Linked DNA regions of Macaca mulatta: region 2 is linked to region 1. Evidence: chromatin contacts called from public Hi-C data. All regions are on one chromosome and are shown on one strand. The core of a region is the stretch at or near the end of the contact, and the rest is flanking DNA. Distances in the headings are between cores, read along the strand shown.

Evidence for each region. A called contact is a pair of places that touch in the nucleus more often than the background predicts.
Region 2: a Hi-C map of fetal cortex germinal zone shows a contact between it and region 1, with 2.0 times the contacts expected there. The contact joins the promoter of FUZ here to the promoter of ADM5 in region 1. A contact is called at or near these places in 2 of 14 Hi-C or Micro-C datasets (fetal cortex germinal zone and fetal cortical plate).

What each region holds. Positions count from the first base shown.
Region 1 is chr19:62,141,177-62,147,081 of T2T-MMU8v2.0, reverse strand. It overlaps ADM5 (adrenomedullin 5 (putative)), which reads right to left and starts at 1,958. Exons shown (of 4, transcript XM_015124606.3): 1 at 1,862-1,958; 2 at 1,844-1,859; 3 at 1,552-1,648; 4 at 1,177-1,549. The coding sequence starts at 1,958. The coding sequence ends at 1,259. It overlaps CPT1C (carnitine palmitoyltransferase 1C), which reads right to left and starts at 919. Exons shown (of 19, transcript XM_077980870.1): 1 at 755-919. The coding sequence starts at 788. PRMT1 (protein arginine methyltransferase 1) reads right to left here. Exons shown (of 9, transcript XM_077981014.1): 7 at 5,828-5,905; 8 at 5,035-5,156; 9 at 3,333-3,618. The coding sequence ends at 3,535.
Region 2 is chr19:62,281,221-62,287,586 of T2T-MMU8v2.0, reverse strand. It overlaps FUZ (fuzzy planar cell polarity protein), which reads left to right and starts at 4,231. Exons shown (of 12, transcript XM_077981024.1): 1 at 4,231-4,831. MED25 (mediator complex subunit 25) reads right to left here and starts at 3,893. Exons shown (of 18, transcript XM_077980863.1): 1 at 3,771-3,893; 2 at 3,567-3,653; 3 at 2,023-2,147.

The DNA.
Region 1 (5,905 bases), core at 709-3,208:
TGCCCTCCCCCCTAATACAGGACTCTGAAGATTCGGGGGTAGGTGGAGGAGGGAAACTGGTCCAGGCTGAGTTGCGGGGTCTTGAGAAAAACATTAGTTTTAGACCCATATGAAACAAACACCTATTAGATATTGACGCTGTCCACCCCATTTCCGCTTCTCATGCCAAGGCAAGGGGGGTGGTGTCTATAAATTCATCTGCTCTGAGGTGGCCCAGCGTCCCCTCCCCCTGCCCGGGCTGGAGAGGATGGGGAAGGAAGCACCCACTGCGCATGCCTCGCAGCCTGGGATGCTGAGACTGTGAGCGGAGGCGAGCGTCGAGGACAAGTGATGGAGAGGCTTGCACGCCCAACCCTAGACACAGGACTCCAGCCCCCTCAGGAGCCCGAGCCCCTGGGGTCCAATACTTACCACGTTGAATCAGGGGTCCGCTGATCGGATCCTGGGGTCCAAACCCGAGTCCACCCCCGCCCCCGGATTTTGAGCGCCGGCCCCAAATCTCCGGCTTGCGTATGTCCAATCCCAGTGCAAGGAGTCCACCACCGGGTCGACGGGCCTTTGGAGTCCTGCCCACTCCCAGATCACCGTCACCCAGAAACCCCGATTCCTGTCTCTAGTGTCCCTAGCCGGGTATTCAGGTCCCGGGTTTTATCCCCGCCTCCTTCCAATCCCCGCGTTCTATCCCCGCCCCCTTAGAGCCACGGCGTCCAATCCCCTCCATCCGTTCGATCCCCAGTCCTCTGTCTCCTTTTACCCGGCCAGATTCTCCACCATTTGGCCGCTCGCATTCTGCGCAGCTGTTCGGAACTCGGGTTTCTGGGCTCCTCACTCGGCGCATTGTCTCTTAATCTGTCTCTTCGAGGAACAAGGCTCACCTGGGAGGCCACAGCCCACCCCTAAGTGCATTGTAACGTCAGGCGCGTAGGGTGCCGGAGCAAATCTCAGCCCTTTCACGCCAGGGAGGGAGGAGGGATGTTTGGCGGTAAGGAGGGCCCACCAAAACCACCCACGGAAGGTGCATGGATTGAGTTGGCAAGAAGGAGGCGCTACAGCGGGTTGGATTCAAGGTAGACAGTGGGACTTCCGTGAGGGAGAAGCAGCATGGATAACGGAGAAGGGTGTATTAGAGACCCAGCCCCGACTGAGAGGTCGAAATAGGTAAAGGGAAGCAGAGACTGAAACACGGAACTCTCGTTTATTCGGCTTTGGGCGTCAGTGTTCTTCGTCCAGCCTGGTCCCTTGTGCTCCTGGGTCCAAGCTAGTCACAGCCCGGGGAGGGACTGGGGAAGGCGGTTTCAGGGGCTGGAGTTAGGGGAGAAGACACGTGGGGTAGAAGCTCCAATATACAGATAGGCAAACTGAAGCCGAGGAGGGGACGAGCCGTGCCGGAGGTCACCCAGCGAGCTGGGCACTGCGCTGGCCCCCTCGCTGCAGGCCGGAGTCCTGGGAACCGAGCCGGGCTTCCGCCTCGCGCCACCGGCGGCGCCCATAGCTGTAGGGGTTCTGGGGCTCGCGGCTGGCCTTCCCTGAGGGCTCCTTGGTGGAGGCAGAGCGAATCCATTGTATGATCTCCGCCAGGCGGTGGGTCCGGCATACGCCCAGGTAACAGACGTGCCCGCGGTGCTGGGGGACCTGGTGCTGGCCTCGCCTGGAGAGGGAGCGTGGGAGAAAACCGGGTTCAAACCGAATTGAGAAATGGGGCGTGATGGAGGTGGGCACCCAAGCACTCCAAGACCAGCGGGGAGCGCTTACAGATCACCCGGCCGTTCCGCGGCCGGGAGGGGGCGCGCGCCCTTTACGGTCTCCTTCCTGCCCCGTCCCTGCTGCCACCGAGGTTTCTCACCTGGCTGCAGTATCCGGGTCCCCTGGGCGGAGAAGGCGAGGAGCAACAGCAGGATGAGGATGTGGGCAGGGCGGGTCAGGATCCGTGGCCTGGAGTTGCAGCCACACGACCCCATTCCGGCGCCGGGCTGATCGCCTCTGGGTGCGGCTCTGGAGCCAGGAGCCAGGGCCAGTCCCCACTTCCCAGGCGGGGAACACTGAGGCCAAAAGTCTGTGGGAAAAGGCCGCACCACACCAGAGGGGCAGGATTCGAACCCGGGTCCCGCTTCACGCACCGCGGCTCCAGAGCCCTCACTAGGGGTGGTCACACCAGCGCTGTCTATCCCCCTGGGAGGTCTGTGGAGACTCACCCACCTTAAAGCATGGGGAAGTGGGGCGGGGCCGATGACACCCACAGGTAGAGCTAAGCAGCGGGATTCCACGAAAAGGGGTGGAGGCAGGGAAGCGCTGGCTCCGGTTGTAGATGTGACCTCACCCTCACCCCGTAGTCGTCCGGAAGCTGTTTAGAGACCCTGGAACCTCGGGGGGCCAGGCAATGCAGGACGAGTGCGCATGGGGCCCCCTGGAGGGTGTGGATCGAGGGAGACCACAAACACGCCAAGAAGCGCCCCTCCGTTAGAAAACAAGGCCAAGGTGTCAGGCACCCGCCAGTGAGGGCTCCAGATGCACTGAAGCAGGTGTAGCCAGGGCTGTGTCAATGTGGAGGTCCAGTGCACAGTGTTGTGGGGACCCAGGACCCCATGGCCAGGCTCTGAGGGTAGAAGGGTGGGTGCAGACTCCATGGCTGCAGCAGAGGCAGAGGGGCCTCGTCTTGGCCTCTGTAAGATGGGTAGGCCCTGCCACCTTTGAGCTGCAACTCCCACTGACCTCCATGGAGGGCAAGTCCCCAGCCCTAAGCCCCAAGCCATGCTAGGGGAGGAAGCAGGGCCACACCCCCACAAGAAATTCTATCCTCCCCAACATACACCCCCAACCCACTCAGTGTCCCCAGCTGCAGAGGGCTGGGCACAGTTGGGCCTTGGAGGGACCCAAACAGGAAAAAACAGCCAGAGAGGTACAATGTGAGTGTTGGGGGAAGGTGGGGAGACTGTTCTGGGAAACTTGAGGGCTGGCTGTGCTGGAACGCCAACCCCATCCCCCACCAGGCAGGAGGACACAGGGGCACTGCAGAGGGGAGGGGCGCAGACCCAGGAGGGGATGAAGAGTGGGACAAAGACCCTGAGAGACAGCTGTGGATGGGAGGGAGCCTGAGAGAGCCGTGGAGGGGAGGGAGCCGGAGGGAGCCTGAGACAGCCGAGGAGGGGACAGACCCTGAGAGAGAGCCGTGGAAGGGAGCCAGAGGCCTAGCGACAGGGGAGGGGAGATGCAGATCCACAGAATGGCAGCCACCAGCAGGCTCCAAGGCCGGTCCCCCCACTGCTCAGGCTGGCACCTCAGCACCTGCGAAGGAAACCCCAAACCTCCTTTGCCCCCAGGAAATGGAACCAGACCCCAGCTGAGGATTTATTGGCGTAAATGCAACCATATAAAAACATAAGTTATGAAAAACACAGTCACGATGTGCCCTCCCCATCCCCCCAGCCCAGGCCCCTAAAACCCCCTTCTGTGGGAAGAAGGGAGAGGAAGGGGGAGCCCCGAAACCGCCTAGGAACGCTCAGCCCCTGGGCCCGTGCAGGGCGGGAGAGCCGGGCCTCAGCGCATCCGGTAGTCAGTGGAGCAGGACAGCTCGCACAGCTGGCCCTTGAAGTCCAGGTCGATGGTGAAGTCCAGGTCCCGCTGTGGGGAGAGGGCGGGCATGAGGGCGGAACCCACCAGGAGGTGGTGGCAGGGGGGTGCAGGCAGGCCATGCGCTGGGCTCCAGCTTCCTGCCCATCTCCACACTGCAGACCCCAACTGCTGGTCCCACCCTAGCAGCTGTCCTGACCCTGTCAAGGGACAGCGCCACGTGGACACCCTCAAGCCCACTAGGTTCACTCAGGAGCAGAGCCTGGCTGCTATCCCTTGCCCTTGGATTTCTCCATCAAGACGTTCCCTATCAGCAACGCAGTGATTGCTTCTTTCATAAATCAGAAAACCTCTCCCAAGCCCACTTCTGCTCAGGCAAACATTCCAGTGAAACGCAGTGGTCCAGCCTCTGTCTCCACTTCTCCTCCCAGGCTTCCGGAAGACCCCCCATACCCTCCAGCACAGGAAGAGGGGATCAAGTTGCCAACAGCCCCGAGGACTCCTCCTCCCTCTCCAGTATCTGTTTCCCAGCTAGCGCCGTGGCCCCAGGGGCTACAGGAGTCTTTGCAGGGGGTGGTCCTGTGGTTGTAGGACGTTTACCAGCCCCTGGCCCCTACATACCAGATGCCAGGAGCACCCCTTCTCCAGAGTGACAACCACAAATGTTTCCACAGATGGTGACGAACGTCCTCTGTCGGGGGTGGGGGGCACTGAAACTGCCCAGCTGACAACTGCTGCTGTCACGGGCTCGAGGGCGTCCCGGGGCCCACATTCCATGACTGCCCTGAGTGCCACCCACCCTCGCACCCATGGGCCGGGACTCACTCTTCCAGCCCACACCACTCCCGGTGACTCCAGGCTCCCGGCCTTCCATCCTCCTGCCTGCTCAAACCCGCCACACTGGACCTCTCTGCCCAGACCCTCTCTCCCAGAAGCCCCCCCCAGCTCCCCTGGAAACCCCCTGATCTCAGGTGATGGCAGCTCCTACCAGGTGCTCAGGAGGAAAAAGGGGGAGTGGAAAACAAAAAGCTGCCTTTCTCCTCCTCTCATGCCTCCCACCTGGGCTAGCAAACCCTGTGCGCTCTACCGGGGCCGCCTCTTGCCCTGGAGGTCACCCACGCCAACACCTGTCTGCCCTGCTCCCAGCCTGACAGACGTCACCTCCCACTGGCATCACCATGTCACTGATCCCCTTGTGTAGACTGGAAGCACCAGGAGGACAGGGCTTTGGCCTGGGTCCCCAGGCCCATCTTCCAGTAAATGCTAAGAAATCTGCTGTGTAGACAGGCGTGGGGCTGAGGGGCTCAGGGACCCGGGAACAGGCAGAGGCACTCGCCCCTGCCAGCTGCCCCCATCCGCCCCAGCTACCCCCATCCCCTACGCTGCCACCATTCCCCCCTACCACTGCCCCTATCCATGCTCCCCACCCCGGCTGCCACCCTCCTGCCCAGCTGCCCAGAGCCTCACGTTGTTCTTGGCATTGGGCCGCATGCCGATGGTGCCGAAGATCTCCTCGCCCGTCTTCACGGTCAGGTAGTCCTCCATGTAGAACACTGTCTGCTTCCAGTGCGTGTACGGGGACTCAGGGCCTGGGGGCGCAGGCGGGTCAGCTGGCCTTGGCCTGCTGCCCTGGCCCCAGTCTTGTGTTCCCTCTGTTGGAATGTCCACCCCCCTGACAGCTGACGGGACTGCTGTCCGTGAGTCACCTCCCTGTCATTCAGCTTTGGAGACAGGGACCGTGTCAGGCTTTTGTGGATGAGGAAACTGAGGCACTGCACACTCAGGTCACTTGCCCAAGGCCATGTGACTGCTACATGGCAGAGCTCACGCTGGAACACACATGTCCCCATGGCTCCCTCTGCCCGTTTCTTTTTTTTTTTTTTTTTTTGAGACGGAGTCTCGCTGTGTCTCCCAGGCTGGAGTGCAGTGGCGTGATCTCGGCTCACTGCAAGCTCCGCCTCCCAGGTTCACGCCATTCTGCCGCCTCAGCCTCCCAAGTAGCTGAGACTACAGGCGCCCGCCACCATGCCCGGCTAGTTTTTTGTATTTTTAGTAGAGACGGGGTTTCACCATGTTAGCCAGGATAGTCTCGATCTCCTGACCTCGTGATCCACCCGCCTCGGCCTCCCAAAGTGCTGGGATTACAGGCTTGAGCCACCGTGCCCGGCCCCTCTGCCCGTTTCTGTCACCCCCTCCACTATGTGGGTGCCCCTCGGCCCTGGCTCAGGAGCAGCCCCCAGCCCTGCGGGCCCCGCCTCACTGGTGGAGAAGCCCGTCCTCTTGTGGCAGCGCGTGAACTCGATGTTGAAGTAGGCCACCAGGGCGTGCACGTAGTCAT
Region 2 (6,366 bases), core at 2,982-5,481, 140 kb before region 1:
CAAATCAGCCAGGTGTGCTGGCATTTGGCTACAGTCCCTGCTACTCCAGCTACTTGGGAAGCTGAGGTGGGAGGATCACTTGAGCTTGAGCCCAGGAGGTCGAGGCTGCAGTGAGCCATGACTGAGCCACTGCACTCCAGCCTGGGTGACAGAGTGAAATCCTTCCTCAAAAAGAGGCCTGGGGCTTCCTCTTTGCTGTCTCTATTGGGTCATTCAATCTGAGGAATGCCAGTTGCCATGTCAGACAGTTAAGCAGCCCCGTGGAGAGGTCTTGCGGCTAACAGCCACAGACTCACCACCTTGGGAGCCGATTCCCCACCGCCAGTCAAACCCCCTGGATGGCTGCAATCCTGCCGACCTCTTGACTCTTGCCTTGTGAGACCCTCAGTCGAATCATCCAGCTAAGCCACTCCTGTGTCCCTGACTCACAGAAACTGCATTAGATAAATGTTTGCAGTATGAAGCCGTTAGTTTGGTGGTAATCTGTTATGCACCTAAGAATAATACAATGAAATACTAATACAAGTACTATCCACATCCCCAGTTCAGAGATGAGATACTAGGCACAGGGGGGACATGAACTCCTGGGTCTGAGAGTTAGTTCTGTGGTGGAAGAGCCAGGATTTGACCCCAGACTGCCTGACTCCAGAGTCTACAATGTCAACTATCAAAATCTGATCCAGCGCCAGGTGTGGTGTTAAGGCAGGAAATTAAAGAAAAATAAAATTAAAAACAAAGAGAAATAAGTTTTACTGTATTAGGCTGACTTGCCTGAGAGGCAGCAACAGACACAGCCCAGACCCAGGAAAAGTTTTGATAATATTATCTAATGTGCTCTTGGAGACTCTCCCAGCACTCCCTCAACATAGGGAGAAGAAAAAACAAATTTTCCTTTGTTTTATGGAATGAGTTTATAGATTTCTGTTCTCTGTAACTAATGACTTCAAGTATTCTCTTTTATCTAAGAAGTACAGTGAAGGTCATGAGAAGCCTGAGCTGCCTGGGCACCATAGTGAAGGTTATGGGATAAGCCCGTGTCTAGGCAAACCTAGATAACGGACATCTGGGTTGCATAGCAACGGTTATGTGTAATCCTGAGTTATAAACCTGTTACAACAATTTGATTAACTGTCTTTGTCCTGCCTCTGTATCCCTGCTTTCACGCCACTGTAAGTTTGCTTCAAGCTAGCCCACCCCCTTTTGTGAAGTGTGTATAAAAGTCAAGTGCTGTCTTTGTTCTAGGCCGTCTTTGGACGTGAGTCTGCTTGGGCCTGAGTGCACTCAATGAAAGATTCTCTTGCTTTAAGCGGAAGACTCTCTCCCGTCCTCCTCAATCCTGAAACAGTGGCTCACCCCCGTAATCCCAGCACTTTGGGAGGCTGAGGCAGGCAGATCACGTGAGGTCAGGAGTTCGAGACCAGCCTGGTCAACATAGCGAAACCCCGTCTCTACTAAAAAAAAAAAAAAAAAATTAGCTGGGTGTAGTGGCGTGTGCCTGTAATCCCAGCTACTCAGGAGGCTGAGGCAGAATCGCTTGAACCCGGGAGGTGCAGGTTGCAGTGAGCCAAGACTCTGCCACTGTACTCCAGCCTGGGAGACAGAGCAAGACTCTGTTTCAAAGAAAAAAAAAAAAAGGTCTGATTCAAGCCACAGAGGGATCTATCCTGGCTCTGACCCATCCCCCTGCATTGAGACTACAATGTACGCATCTGGAAAAGGAGAACGGGGTAAATAGAAAAAGAGAGGACATAAAGGGGACAATCACACAGGAAGTACAAGGTGGCTGCTGGAGCTCAGCCAGGCCTCCCTGAATGGGAAGTTTTTCCTACTTCTAAACTGGTTGGCAACATTGCTGAGCACACAGAAGCCACAAAAGTGACTTCTGACAAAAACACAATCACCTTCAAAGTCCTTTAAATCGCTTCATGTATGAGATGTTTCCTGCAGCTCAAACCCAAGCCATCCCTCATTCACGGCCCCTCACAGGAACCCCAACCCACCCTAAGTGGGGGAAAAGCTCACTTAATGCCATCGAGCCAGGTGACAAACTCATAGGCGCTGCTGGTGGGAGCGTGACATTGTACATAGGACTCGGGAGCGCAGTCCACTGTGTTGAACACCACGAGGCTGTACTGGGTCCCTCCATACTGGGAGGGGAGAACAGAAAAACTTTTTTTTTATTTTTTATTTTTTTTTTTTGAGACGGAGTCTCGCTCTGCCGCCCAGGCTGGAGCGCAGTGGCCGGATCTCAGCTCACTGCAAGCTCCGCCTCCCGGGTTCACGCCATTCTCCTGCCTCAGCCTCCCGAGTAGCTGGGACCACAGGCGCCCACCACCTCGCCCGGCTAGTTTTTTGTATTTTTTAGTAGAGACGGGGTTTCACCGTGTTAGCCAGGATGGTCTCGATCTCCCGACCTCGTGATCCGCCCGTCTCGGCCTCCCAAAGTGCTGGGATTACAGGCTTGAGCCACCACGCCCGGCCCAGAAAAACTTTTAATCTGGGATCTCCATTCTCTTTTCCCTCAGAGAAGGAATCAGGGCTCCCAGCTTCCTGTTCCTCCAGAACCAGGAACTCCTCAACTTCCTCCTTCCTCAGACCCAGGAATCTCAGCCCCATCCCCTCCTCCCTCAGACCCAGGAGTCCAGACCCCTGTCCCTCCTCCCTCAGACCCAGGAGTCCAGACCCCGAACTCCTCCTCCCTCAGACCCAGGAGTCCAGGCCCCTCCTCCTCCCTCAGACCCAGGAGTCCAGACCCCGAACCCCTCCTCCCTCAGACCCAGTAGTCCAGACCCCTCCTCCTCCCTCAGACCCAGGAGTCCAGGCCCCTCCTCCTCCCTCAGACCCAGGAGTCCAGACCCCGAACCCCTCCTCCCTCAGACCCAGGAGTCCAGGCCCCCAGCCCCTCCTCCCTCAGACCCAGGAGTCCAGACCCCGAACCCCTCCTCCCTCAGACCCAGGAGTCCAGGCCCCCAGCCCCTCCTCCCTCAGACCCAGGAGTCCAGGCCCCCAGCCCCTCCTCCCTCAGACCCAGGAGTCCAGACCCCGAACCCCTCCTCCCTCAGACCCAGTAGTCCAGACCCCGAACTCCTCCTCCCTCAGACCCAGGAGTCCAGGCCCCCAGCCCCTCCTCCCTCAGACCCAGGAGTCCAGACCCCCAGTCCCCTCCTCCCTCAGACCCAGGAGTCCAGGCCCCCAGCCCCTCCTCCCTCAGACCCAGGAGTCCAGACCCCGAACCCCTCCTCCCTCAGACCCAGTAGTCCAGACCCCGAACTCCTCCTCCCTCAGACCCAGGAGTCCAGACCCCGAACTCCTCCTCCCTCAGACCCAGTAGTCCAGACCCCGAACTCCTCCTCCCTCAGACCCAGGAGTCCAGACCCCGAACTCCTCCTCCCTCAGACCCAGGAGTCCAGACCCCGAACTCCTCCTCCCTCAGACCCAGTAGTCCAGACCCCGAACTCCTCCTCCCTCAGACCCAGGAGTCCAGACCCCGAACTCCTCCTCCCTCAGACCCAGGAGTCCAGGCCCCCAGCCCCTCCTCCCTCAGACCCAGGAGTCCCAAGACTCACGTCTCCCCCGAAGTCCGTCTCAGCAGGAGGACCACCATTAAAATACCTGTGAGGGTCGGAGGTGAAAGGTCGGAGTCAGGCAAGAAGCTGTGGAAACTGAAATGGGAGGGCGGGATTAGAGCCGCGGAAACGGCACTCACTCGATGGCCGGCAGCAGGTAGTGCTTGCGGAGTCCCTCGAAGTAGGGTCCCAGGTTGGCCGTACCCTCAATCACAAACACCACGTCGGCCACCAGGCCCCCGGCGCGGGCCGGGCCCTCGGACCCGGGGACCATACCCCGTGCGGTAGCCGCCACCGCCACAGCCGCCGCAGCCGACACCGCGGAATGAGCGGAAATGCGCCTGCGCTGCGCGCGCACCCGCGCCGGGCGGTTTAGGGACGCTGGGAATGCGGCCATGTTTGTGCGGGGCACGCGCTGAGGCTTCGTTCTAGCTCCATCCTCCTTCGCCTCCACCGCGTGGAAAACTCAGAAAGGGCATAGTTAGCCCTTTTAGGGGCCTGATGGGTTCGACGGAATTCTTGTCAGGATTCTCAAGAGCGAAATAAATTGAAAGCGGCTCAGTCAGCCGCCATCTTTGAGCGGGGCGTCTGGGTCCGCCTCTTGTCTCAAAGGGAGGGGCGGGAGACCTGGTTGCTATGCAACGCGTACGCTGCCCTTGTTTTCGTTTTTGTGTTTTGTTTCCTTTGTTTTCGAAAGGGGAGTCTCGCCCTGTCGCCCAGGCTGAAGTGCAGTGGCGCGATCTCGGCTCACTACAACCTCCGCCTCCCGGGTTCAAGCGATTCTCCTGCCTCAGCCTTCCGAGTAGCTGGGATTACAGGTGCCCGCCACCAGGCTCCGCTAATTTTTGTATTTTTAGTAGAGAAAGGGTTTCACCATGTGGGCCAGGCTGTTCTCGAACTCCTGACCTCAAGTGATTCGCCCGCCTTGGATTCCCAAAGTGCTAAGATTACAGTCCTGAGCCACAGCGCCGGGACCTCTGCCCTTGTTTTCTAACCGTTAGATTAAGTTTCTGATTCTGTTCTTTTGGGCGGGCGGACTGGGGGAGGGAGGCGAGAAGGATCCAATCACATCGGCGGAAACGAGGTTACTAGGCAACGCTTTAAGGTCGTCCTCAACTTGGAAGGGAGGGCAGTTGTTTTCCCCCTGAAAAGAAGCCGAATACCAACCCAAGTGTGGGTTGCTTAGCAACACCTGAGCGTTGTTTTCCGGGAGAGGAGCCAGAAACTGGCCTAGAACATAAATACATTCCAGGTAGATTAAAAATGTAAGTGCGACAAATGAAACTCGAAAACTATCTGAAGGAAAAAAATCTTAATGACTGCCATTGAGTTTCTTAGCACTACAGCAAAGTCAGAAAACGTAGTCTTTATTAATTTTTCCCAAAAGACTGCATAAACCAAGTTGAAAAATACACTACCAACTGGAATAATCTAACGTGTTTGTTGACAGAAATGTGCTACACAAATCTTATTGATGAATAATATAGAAAAATAGAAACACTGCATTACTATTATCTTTTTAATTTTAATTTTTATTTTTTGAGACAAGGTCTCTTTCTGTTGTGCAGGTTGGAGTGCAGTGGCCCAATCTTGGCTCACGGCAGCCTCTAGTGCTCGCACTGGAGCCACTCTTCTGCCTGTAGAGCAGCTGGGACCACAGCCGCGCACCACCACTCCCAGCTAATTTTTAATTTTTTTTTTTTTTTTTTTTTGAGACGTTGTATCGCTCTATCTCCCAGGCTGGAGTGCAGTGGCGCAATCTCGGCTCACTGCAAGCTCCGCCTCCCGGGTTCACGCCATTCTCCTGCCTCAGCCTCCCGTGTACGTGGGACTACAGGCGCCCACCACCACGCCTGGCTTGTTTTTTGTTTTTGTATTTTTAGTAGAGATGGCGTTTCACCGTGTTAGCCAGGATGGTCTCGATCTCCTGACCTCGTGATCCGCCGGCCTCGGCCTCCCAAAGTGCTGGGATTACAGGCATGAGTCACCGCGCCCGGCCTAATTTTTAAATTTTTTGTAGAGATGGGGTCTCACTATGTTGCCCTGGCATGTCTCAAACTCCTGGGCTGAAGCAATCCCAGGTGTTAGCCACTGTGCCCTGCCACTTTATATTTACTTTAATAGAAAGAAACCTGACCCGGACCGGATGCCGTGGCTCACGCCTGTAATCCCAGCACTTTGGGAGGCCGAGGCGGGCAGATCACGAGGTCAGGAGATCGAGACCATCCTGGCTAACACGGTGAAACCCCGTCTCTATTAAGAAATACAAAAAACTAGCCGGGCGAGGTGGCGGGCGCCTGTAGTCCCAGCTACTCGGGAGGCTGAGGCCGGAGAATGGCGTAAACCCGGGAGGCGGAGCTTGCAGTGAGCTGAGATCCGGCCACTGCACTCCAGCCTGGGTGACAGAGCGAGACTCCGTCTCAAAAAAAAAAAAAAAAAAAAAAGAAAAAATTAGGGAAGGGATATTTTCACATTTTACATAGTATGCTACCATGTATAAATTCATTACAGAAATGATGTTATTTTTATTATTCTGGACGACAAAGGATTTCCTTGTTTTCTTTTTTCCAATAATAAAAACAACCTTTTTTTTTTTTGGTGGTTACTAGGCAACGATCGCTGGACTCAACCACCCTCGAATGTTGGGGGGAGACGGTGTTTTTCTCGATTTCGCCCCAAGGAGGTGCTCGGACTTCGACGTGCCACCATCTTTGAGCAGGGCACAGCTGTTTACAGCTTTGGAATGGAAATCTGGCTGAATGGTGGTTGCTTGGCAACACCCAGCCACGGTCGCCGCCTT